Linked DNA regions of Muntiacus reevesi: region 1 is linked to region 2. The links are chromatin contacts, called in public Hi-C maps. All regions are on one chromosome and are shown on one strand. The core of a region is the stretch at or near the end of the contact, and the rest is flanking DNA. Distances in the headings are between cores, read along the strand shown.

The links. A called contact is a pair of places that touch in the nucleus more often than the background predicts.
Region 1: a contact with region 2 is called in a Hi-C map of blood, with 7 times the contacts expected there. The contact joins the promoter of ADSL here to the promoter of RPS19BP1 in region 2. A contact is called at or near these places in 2 of 3 Hi-C or Micro-C datasets (blood and muscle).

What each region holds. Positions count from the first base shown.
Region 1 is chr1:55,214,348-55,219,389 of mMunRee1.1, reverse strand. ADSL (adenylosuccinate lyase) reads right to left here and starts at 3,234. Exons shown (of 13, transcript XM_065944404.1): 1 at 3,013-3,234; 2 at 1-31. The coding sequence starts at 3,183.
Region 2 is chr1:54,527,225-54,532,109 of mMunRee1.1, reverse strand. It overlaps RPS19BP1 (ribosomal protein S19 binding protein 1), which reads left to right and starts at 2,833. Exons shown (of 4, transcript XM_065944345.1): 1 at 2,833-2,992; 2 at 3,143-3,271. The coding sequence starts at 2,941.

The sequences.
Region 1 (5,042 bases), core at 1,985-4,484, 690 kb before region 2:
TTTGTTCATCTGTGATAGGCAAACCCAGTGCCTGCAGAACAGGCAAAATAAAATGAAATAGCTTCTTATGTCACATTATTTGAATGGAAATGACAGTAAAAAAGAAAACTGATTCATGTTAGTGTTTATGCCCTACCTTCCAATTCTTAAACTAAAATTTGGGGGAACTAAACTAAAAGGACATGGGGAGGAAGAAACAACTTTCTTTTTAAAAATTCTGGCTGCTCTGGGCCTTTGCTGTGGCACGTGGGCTCTTTTTGAGGGCTCAGTAGTTGCAGTGCTCAAGCTTAGTTGCCCTGCTGCCTGTGGGATCTCACCTCCCTGACCAGGGATCGAACCTACATCCCCTGCATTGGAAGGTGGATTCTTACCCACTGGACCACCAGGGAAGTCCCCAGGAAACTTTCTAAATAAATCATCACAAGTTATATTCTAAGCAAACTCCAACATACACAACACCGTAGTCCTGATTTCTGTTCCTTCTGCCCCGACATCTCTGCTCACTCCCTCACAGGTTCTGGTCTCTGGGCTCAAACGCCATCTCCTCAGAGAGGCTTCCCTGACGTCAACATGAAACACCCTTCTTCAGTGTCACTCGCTATCCCTTTAGCCTGGTTTTATTTAGAGCACTTACTGCCATATAACATTTTTACACATCTTTCAGCCTATCTCTCCTCTCTAGGGTGTACAGACTCCCTGAAAGGAGAGCTTTGTGGTATTTATTGCTTAGACTCTTTAGTGCGCGGCTCTTAAGTGCCCAGAGTGTGGGATCCCGGCCACAGCTTTATATCTGATCTAGATGGATTTAGTCAGAGAAACCAAAATTAGCAACACTGTTAGTAGCTCTGCCAACAAATTATGTGCCGCGAATTCAGTGAAACTGAAAGCAATTCCAGGAGATATTAATGAGAAAACAAACACATCAACATCTTACATTCCTCCATCACTGAATAAAATCAGGCTGACAAAAAACAGCTGGCAGCCCACAGGCAGCTCAGAAACCTCGAGCCAAGTGCTGAATCTGTACATTGGTGAATTTTACCCAAACCTCACTTCAAAGTCCCAAGGCCTGGTCCTGAGAAGGAGCTCACATCTTAAGACCTATCTAGTCAGATGTGGCTATTTACATTTAAACTAGTGAAAATTAAATTCCTCGGTCACACTACATCTGGCCAAGCTGCTTTGGATCTCTGAGCAGACATCGTAAGGCTGCTCCCATAACAGAACAGCAGGGGGCAGTGTGGACAAACTGCTTCCTCCCCAAGCAACTCATCCTCTCAAAATCCAAGGTGGACGAATTTTCTGCACAGGCCCTAAACTCTCATTCCTCAAGTTTTTTTTTTTTTTTTTTTTTTTTAGCTACTAAATTATTACGCACTTCATGCTGTTCATTTTGACACCCTAGCTAATAGATAATACAGATTCAGGAGATATCAAAATGGGATGCATTTCAGGCAATGTGTAGACTGGGCAGAGGAAAGGATGCATACTGACTCCACATTTCAATTCCAGCTTGAAGTTCTTACAAGCTTTGGTGACTGGCGCCAACCTCATCTACAGGGAGTACCAAGTGAAACAGAAAACAGAATACATGCTAGTAGGTAACAAACCACAACACACTGCATGTCCTGATCTATTTATTGTTATCTGAGCTCTATGTTTATGAAATCTGTGCCTTCATTTTATCCTCTGTAAAATAGGAATCACATACTTATAAAGAATTGTTTTGAGAATTAGTAAATTAATTTTTAAGGTTTTCAAACTGCAGAGCACACATAGCAGGCACTGTAGAAACATCTGCTAGCATTTAAAAAAAATTTTTATTGGAGTATAGTTGATTTAAAAGAATGTGTTAGTTTCAGATGAAAAGCAAAGTCAATCAGTTAGCATATATCCATCCACTCTTTTTTAGATTCTTTTCTTTCATAAGCCATTGCAGAGTATTGTGTCTGCTAGTGTCATCTACTACTTTACTTCTTGAGCAAGGTGATAGGAAGGTGATAAAATCTAGGAAGAAAGTTTCCTGTTTGGGGACCCTATACCTTGGTCCTAGGTAGATACTCAGATTGTTTTTGAGGTTACTGTATGTCATTTTGGAGAGGACTGCCATCTTGCTTGTTGTGGCATTTTTCTCGGAAACTTTATAGCTCTTTGGATCACCCTCAGCTTCCTTCAGCGCTTCTGTGAAGATCCTTCTGGGGCTATTTCTGAAACCGCTGGGCAGAATACCTCTACATGAAGCTCTCAGAACCCGTAACTCGCATCTAATAACCCCCTACCCTGATTCTCTCTCCCCAGAGACAAAAAAAGGCAGTCTACTGAAGAGGAAACAATGGCCCAGCAAATGTGTATTTTGCAGAGACAGGTCTCTGACTACACAGAGGCATGTGGAGGGTGAGGTGGTTGGGTGCTCAGTCAGGCTTTGCAAGGTCATGGGTTCACACCCGGGTTCCTTTATTAATACGTGAGTGCTAACTCGCTTCAGTCATTTCCGACTCTTGGCGACTCCATGGACTGTATAGCCTGCCAGGCTCCTCTCTCCATCGGATTCTCTAGGCAAGAATACTGGAGTGGGTTGTCATAATGGTTAGGAGCAAATATCTCACTGGCACATCATCGGGGCTTGGTCTTCTCTCCTATAACGTGGGAAACCGCCCCCTAGTTTGCAAAGTCTTTCTGGGTTAACCGGGTAAAGACGTGTACAGAAGCGAGCACAACCGCACAGAAGGAGCACTCAGCGGTGCACTCCTACAGGAACCGCCAAGACTTACTCCCGGAAACGGTAACTGCACTTCTCGCCGCCCACCGTCCATCTCCGACCCTCCACCATTAAAACATGTGAGGTAACAGGTGACGACGGCTGGGCCTCCTGCCCTGGCCTTCCTGGGGCCGTTCCTCCGGAAAGGGAACATCCGGCCGAAAATAGCGGGGCAGCTGCCGGGGGAGGCTCAGCCCGCGCTGGAAGTCCCAGCCTGGCACGTGCGGGGCCGGGCCCGCCTCCAGGTGCGTTACCTGCTCGGCCTCCGCCAGCCACAGCCAGAGCTGCCGCCAAGTCCGGAATTTGTACTTGTCGCTAAACAGGAAGCACATCTCCGGGCTGGCATAACGGGAGGCAAGCGGCGAGCGGTAGCTGTCGTGCCCGCAGGCCGCCTCCCGCCCGCCACGGTCGCCGCCCGCGGCCATGCCGGACTCTGGACCTCGCCGGAGCCAACAGGGTCAGCGAGGGCGGAAGCGGAAGTCCGAGGGCGGGACTTCCTCCACTTGGTTCCACCCCCGGCGTTTCCGGGAGACCCGAGACCTCAAGGCTGCTGGGTTTAGGCTCTTCGCTACTGAGGGTTCAAGAGTTTCTCTTCGTTTTACGAGAAACGTGATCAGTGCTTCACAAGTTACCTCTGCAGCTCTGCGTCTCAGTTTTCTCATCCGAAAAAAGATACATTAAGACCCGCCTTTAGGATTGCTCTGAGGACATCAAATCGATGTCCAAGACATTTGGAAAGCTTTTTTTTTTTGTTGTTGTTGCTATTATTTTTGTCTTCTCCCCCTCCCCCACTCCTACCGCCCGGTTCTGAGACAAGTACAAGAGAAGGGAAATCGGCATTGAGTTCCCCGCCCTGGAACACTTTCTCACTACAGCTTACTCAAGGTCCAGGTCAGAAAATGTCACCTGATGAACCCACTCTTCCCTCTGGTTGGCCACTAATAATAAAACCACTAACGTTTATGGTGGTCTCACTGGTGGCTCAGACGGTAAAAAAATCTGCTTGCGATGCAGGAGACCTGAGTACGATCCCTTGGTGGGGAAGATCCCCTGAAGAAGGAAATGGCTACCCCACTCCAGTATTCTTGCCTGGAGAATTCCATGGACAGAGGGAGCCTGGTGGGCTAGTCCATGGGGTCGCGGAGTCCGAGGGTACTGGACTCTTAAACTTAACTCTTAACGAGGGTACTGGGGACTAACACTTAACTTTCACTAGGTATCAGGCACTGTCCTGAGTGCTTTACACATTAAATCCATGTGAGGGTCCTGAATTGTTCAGGTATTATTAAATAATATAATACATTACTCTCCAGTGCAGAGTAAATGCTCAATAAATGCCGGCCATTATTCTGATCCCCATTTTTCAGGTGACAAAGTGAAGGCATGGGAGAGTTGACCGTCTTGAGATAGCTCACACGTGGCTAGAAGGGCATGAGCTAGGAGTTAGGGCAAGAGCTAGGAGTTAAGTGTAGGCAGACAGGCTCCAGGCTCCCAGTTCTTACCAAACTCAAATGTATTCTTTCCTTTGTGCTACAGTAGCAGCTACTATATTGCTTTGAAATTACCTGTTTTTTAGTGTCTCACTATAAGGGGATGTCCATTTTGAATTCTCAGCTTGTTGGTTGAGGTGAATGGCCCTGGCCCCTTTCCCAGTAACCGTTAAGACTTAAGGGATATTAAAAGTTCTGATTAGATCTCAAGATTTGCAAGATCTCATCTTTGACAATAACTTTTTGTCACCTTTCCGTTTTTTTTTCATGATTTACTAAAAAATAGACGGACCTCCCCTGTAGTGTTCTCCATTCCCACCTCAGATTTCATACAGGTCTCTCTCGTACCTCTCACCCGAGTTCACTGCTGTCGGCCTTTTCCATCGATGGCAAGCTTGGTGCGAGTGGGGATCACGCCTGCCTTGGTCCCCGGTGTCTCTGGCAGGTGGATCCAGCACGGGACTTCACAGCACAGGTGCTCAGTGAGTGAGTGCGGGGTAAACGAATGCTGTCCAGAGGCGCCTAGCCCACGAAGGGAAACAAGGCCCACAGTTACCAAGATTCAAGTTAGACCCTGACATCGCCCTTCCCTTTCCCCCAGTCTCTCGAATTCCTTCAGTGTCTTCAGGCCGTAGATCCTTCATGTCTCCACCTGGGCTTCAGAATTGTCAGAGTGGACTGCAGCACCAATCCTGGAAGGCCTTGGCCATCAGAGAAGCCCATCAGTTACCTGGTATTATCACCCACATTTTCCTCACCTACGTCCCCCCTGGAGCTGCAGATGATTGGTTTTG
Region 2 (4,885 bases), core at 1,584-4,083:
CCAGTCCCCAGTCAGGTAATACAAGCTTTATCAGTATTAACTTACTGGCTCCTCCTACTCACTTTATCAGGAAGCTAAGCCCCATTTAACAGATGAGGAAACTGAGGCACTGTCTGTTATGGGAGTGGGTGAATGCCCTGTTGTCATTTGCACACCTTTCCATAAGAAAGCCTTATCTCCCCGCTGGGCAGTCCCAGCCTGGTGGCTCTGCCTCCGCTTCCCCGCTCAGTCTTGGAAGGGCGCGGGTCAGGGCTGACCACAAAGAGCCTGCTGACTCCGAGGCATATCCCCACCCCACGCTCTGACCCTAGCCTGGACCGCGGCAAACCAGATGCAGAACAGCGCGATGAGAGAAAGTGGTCCTGCGGCGCCACCTAGTGGCTGGAGCGGCCGCTTGTCACCTCCAGAGGCCGGCAAAGACGCTGCAGGAATCCACTCCTTGTTTGGAACATAAGGAGACAAAAAATCCCTCCACGCCGGCAACCGTGTGCTGACCATCCATCCCACGTTGGGAGGAGAAAGGGGGTACGGTCGAGCTTTGTCCTTTGCCCTCCTGAAAGGCAGACTTACTCATCCCACGATGAGTGGACCTGGACGTCTCTGCCTTCCTCTCTCTGATTTGCACGTTTATGGAACCCTTACAAAATGCCAGACTCTGTTCCAGGCGCTTGATGTAATAGTGAATAAAGAAAGATGCCTGCCTTTATAGAGTTTATACTGAGGAATGGGTGGGGAAACATTCAATAAACACTACATGAATGCATCAGTTCAGTTCAGTCGCTCAGTGGTGTCTGACTCTTTGCGACCCCATGGACCGCAGCACACCAGGCTTCCCTGTCGATCACCAACCCCCGGAGCTTACTCAAACCCATGGCATCGCGCCCATGATGCCATTCAACCATCTCATCCTCTGTTGTCCCCTTCTCCTCCTACCCTCAATCTTTCCCAGCATCAGGGTCTTTTCCATTGAGTCAGTTCTTCTCGTTAGGTGGCCAACGTATCGGAGTTTCAGCTTCAGCATCAGTCCTTCCAATGAATATACAGTAACAGAAATAAGAAAATCTGGCCATTTCAGAAGCAGGAAAAAAGAGCCTGTCTGACAACATCACTGGGATGTGGGACCATCCCACCCCCCCACAAGCCCTCAGGGCAAATCTGTGGCCCTGATGCCAATGAAATCACTCAGCCCTTTGCTCCTCCAGGGCCACACCTGTCCCAAGGGACATGCCCCCACTACAGGGTCCTCCTGCCCTGGACACTCCCCTCCCACACGGCCAGCTCTTCTGCAGAGGCCTCCTGACACACACCGCATCCTGGGTAGCTGGCACAGGCCAGCAATGCATAAATGCTCCAGCCCGATGGTCTTTCTTTATTCCCAGCTCTGACACCACCTGTGTGACCTGGATAGGTTCCTTGGCCCCTCTGGGCCATTTGTAAAATGGGGGAAACAGTGGCTTCTACTTCAGAGCGAGGGGGGTGATATAAGTAAGTCAACAAATGTTAAACACTGAAAACAGCACCTCAAAGAAGTGTTTGTTATTATTGTTTGTTTAGGTTTTTCTCTCCCTTCTGGACTAGCTGGTGGGGGTTAGTAAGGTTCATTCACATAGGAGCAACTGAGTCACCTCCACGTCCTACGCACTACAGAGTCTAGTATACAAAAGGCCCTCAGAACATGTTTGTACTGCGGATTCATTCGCTACTCACTTATTGAGTATCTTCTGAATGCCAGGTACTGGGCTAGGAGCTCAGATGGAGCAGTGAACAAGGCAGGGTTACTCCCCACAGCAAGAAGAGTACTAATTTCTAAGCCAGAATTTCTCAAACTATCAATATCTTATCTAAGAAACTCTGTGTGGGTGCTCAGTCGTGTCCAACTCTTTGCAACCCCATAGCCTGTAGCCTGCCAGGCTCCTCTGCCCATAGGACTCTCCAAGGCAAGAATACTGGAGTGGAATACTATTTCCTCCTCCAAGGGATTTTCCAGACTCTGGGATCAAACCATGTCTCCTGAGTCTCCTGTTTTGGCAGACAGATTCTTTACCACTGAGCCACCTGGGTAGCCCAAGAACCTCTTCCCTCTTAAAAAACTTCAGGATCCCAAAGAGCTTTTGGGACAACAGAGGATGAGATGGCTGGATGGCATCACCGACTGGATGGACATGAGTTTGAGTAAACTCCGGGAGTTGGTGATGGACAGGGAGGCCTGGCGTGCTGCGATTCATGGGGTCGCAGAGAGTCGGACACGACTGAGCGACTGAACTGAACTGAATGAGAATTACCACGTTAGAAACTAAAACAGATACATTTAAAAATGTCTATTAATTTAAAATGACAGTAACAAACTCACATGTTAACATAACTGACACATTTTAACGAAAATGGTTGTCTTTTCCAAAACCAAACAAAATAGTAAAAAAAAAAAAACAAAAAACACTGATACTGTTTGGAGTTTTTGCAAATATTTTTAATGTCTGATTTAATGCAAAACAGCTGGATTCTCATGCTAAACTATACGTTGCTCTGGTTGAAGAATATGGAAAAAATACTTCCAAAAATATATTCTCCTTTTTCGTAAAAATTGAGAACACTAATATTCCGCCCCTGCACCGGCCTTGCCCACTACGCAGCGGCAGACCGGAGAGGCTTTACCTGCCAAGTTGGGCTACAGGCGCACGGCTTCCGGGAGAAGGTGCTGCCTGTCTTTCAAAGGGTTGATTGGGATGCGATTGGACGACAAATGCCTCCTTCGGCGCTTTGGCCCCGCCTCCAGGTCCCGCCCCCTTCCCTCCGATTACCTCACTCTTGCGTTCTAAGGAAGGAGGGTACTTCCGTCCTCTCACTGTGAAACTTTTCGTTCAAGCTCAGGTTTCCGCCGAAACCACCAAGGGAGCCAACGGCGGAAGTAATTGAGACGTGTGGGCGGGATTAAGCGCCGCCATGTCGGCCACCTTGCTGCGGCGAGGCTTGGAGCTATTGGGGGCGCCTGAGGGTGAGGCTCTCCCCGAGGACTTTCGGCCGGGCGGGAAGGTGGCAGGGGCTGGGGGCAGGAGCCCCGAGGGTGCCGAACGATCCAGACCAGTCTTAGCCTGGGTGGGATGGGAACCCTGAGCGCCCTCCGACCCGAGTCCGTTCTTTACAGCCCCCGGGGCCGCTCCAGGACACACCAAACCCAGCCAAGCTCCGACGAAGCGGACCCGGAAGGCGAAGGCGACCCAGGCCCAGAAACTGCGGAACTCCGCCAAGGGAAAGGTGCCCAAATCGGCGCTGGGTGAGCTTGGGAAGGGGCTGAACGCGCTGCTCCCGGGGAGGAACTGGCGCTGGAGTCAGGGCTTCAAATGCTCCCCAGGCGTTTCTAGAATACCTGCGGTGCGACGGGCCCGGAGCGGGGTCCTGGGAACACGGAGATGAACGAATCACATCGTCCCGACCCTCAAGGTCTACAGTCCTAGTGGGGAGAGAACACTGAGGAGTTTCAAAATCAGCCTATGGTTGGGTCGCTGTGATGAGGTTTGTGCTGTAAAACTGCTGCTGCTGCTAAGTCGCGTCAGTCGTGTCCGACTCTGTGCGACCCCATAGACGGCAGCCCACCAGGCACCGCAGTCCCTGGGATTCTCCAGGCAAGAACACTGGAGTGGGTTGCCATTTCCTTCTCCAATGCATGAGAGTGAAAAGTGAAAGGGAAGTCGCTCAGTCATGTCCGACTCAGCGACCCCATGGACTGCAGCCTACCAGGCTCCTCCGTCCATGGGATTTTCCAGGCAAGAGTACTGGAGTGGGTTGCCATTGCCTTCTCCAGCTGTAAAACTAGGGTACTTTGAAAGGGACTTAGAATACTAAGACTTCTCTGAGGAAGCGACATTTAAGCACAGACCTGATGGAAGTATAACAATGAGTTGGGGTAAGTATACTGTTGGCATATGTGGAATCAGAAGTTTATTATTAATCTTTGAAATGTTGAAAGAAAGAAGCCTGGTCGAGGTGACATATAGTAAACGAGGGTCAGAGACAGCGTTTAATGCAAGTTAACCCTCCGGGTGCTCTTCTAAGCCTCTGACAGATGTTTGCTCATTTGTTCTCACAACTCTGTGAGGTCGGCGCAGTCATTAGCCCCATTGCACAGATGCAGAAACAGACCCCTGCCCAGATGGTACAGGTGGAAACCAGGCAGTGTGTCTCCAGAGCCCTGCTCCCACCTATTCCTTCAAGTAGAAGGAGCTGTGGCCTGAGCACTGGTGACAGTGCAGAGTCAAGAAGAGAGTCCTGCAGATGGAAGCTGTGTTGATGGTGTCAGTGGTGGATTAGCTGTGAGGATGGAGGAAGAGGGAGTCGGCGAGAACCGAGCATCTTAGAGGGATTTGGCGCCACTTAATGAGATGTACAGACTTGAAGAGGGACAGGTGTGGGCAGGATGGTGGGGTGTTTGATGGTTTTACCTGTGGCAGGACTCGGTAAGCTCCTAGTGTGTCTTCAAATCCCCAGTCTTAGTTGCTCAGTTGTGTCTGACTCTTTTGCAACCCCATGGACTGTAGCCCGTCAGGCTCCTGTGTCCTTGAGATTTTCCAGTCAAGAATACTGGAGTGGGCTGCCATTTCCTCCTTTAGGGGATCTTCCCAACCCAGGGATCAAACCCAGATCTCCCACATTACAGGCAGATTCTTTACTGTCTTGAGCCACAAGAGAAGCCTCAAATCCCTAGGGCCTGGTGCAATATAAAGGTATTCAAGTATTTGTTAAAAGAACTATGAATCTCGGGGAGGAAAGACAACAGGAGCAAGTGTGAAAGCAGGGAAGTGAGCCTGGGTTGAGCCACAGTGATGCCAGGGTGGAGCGGGCAACACCCTCCATCCCCACTCACCCCACCCCCCTGCCATGGCACGTGAAT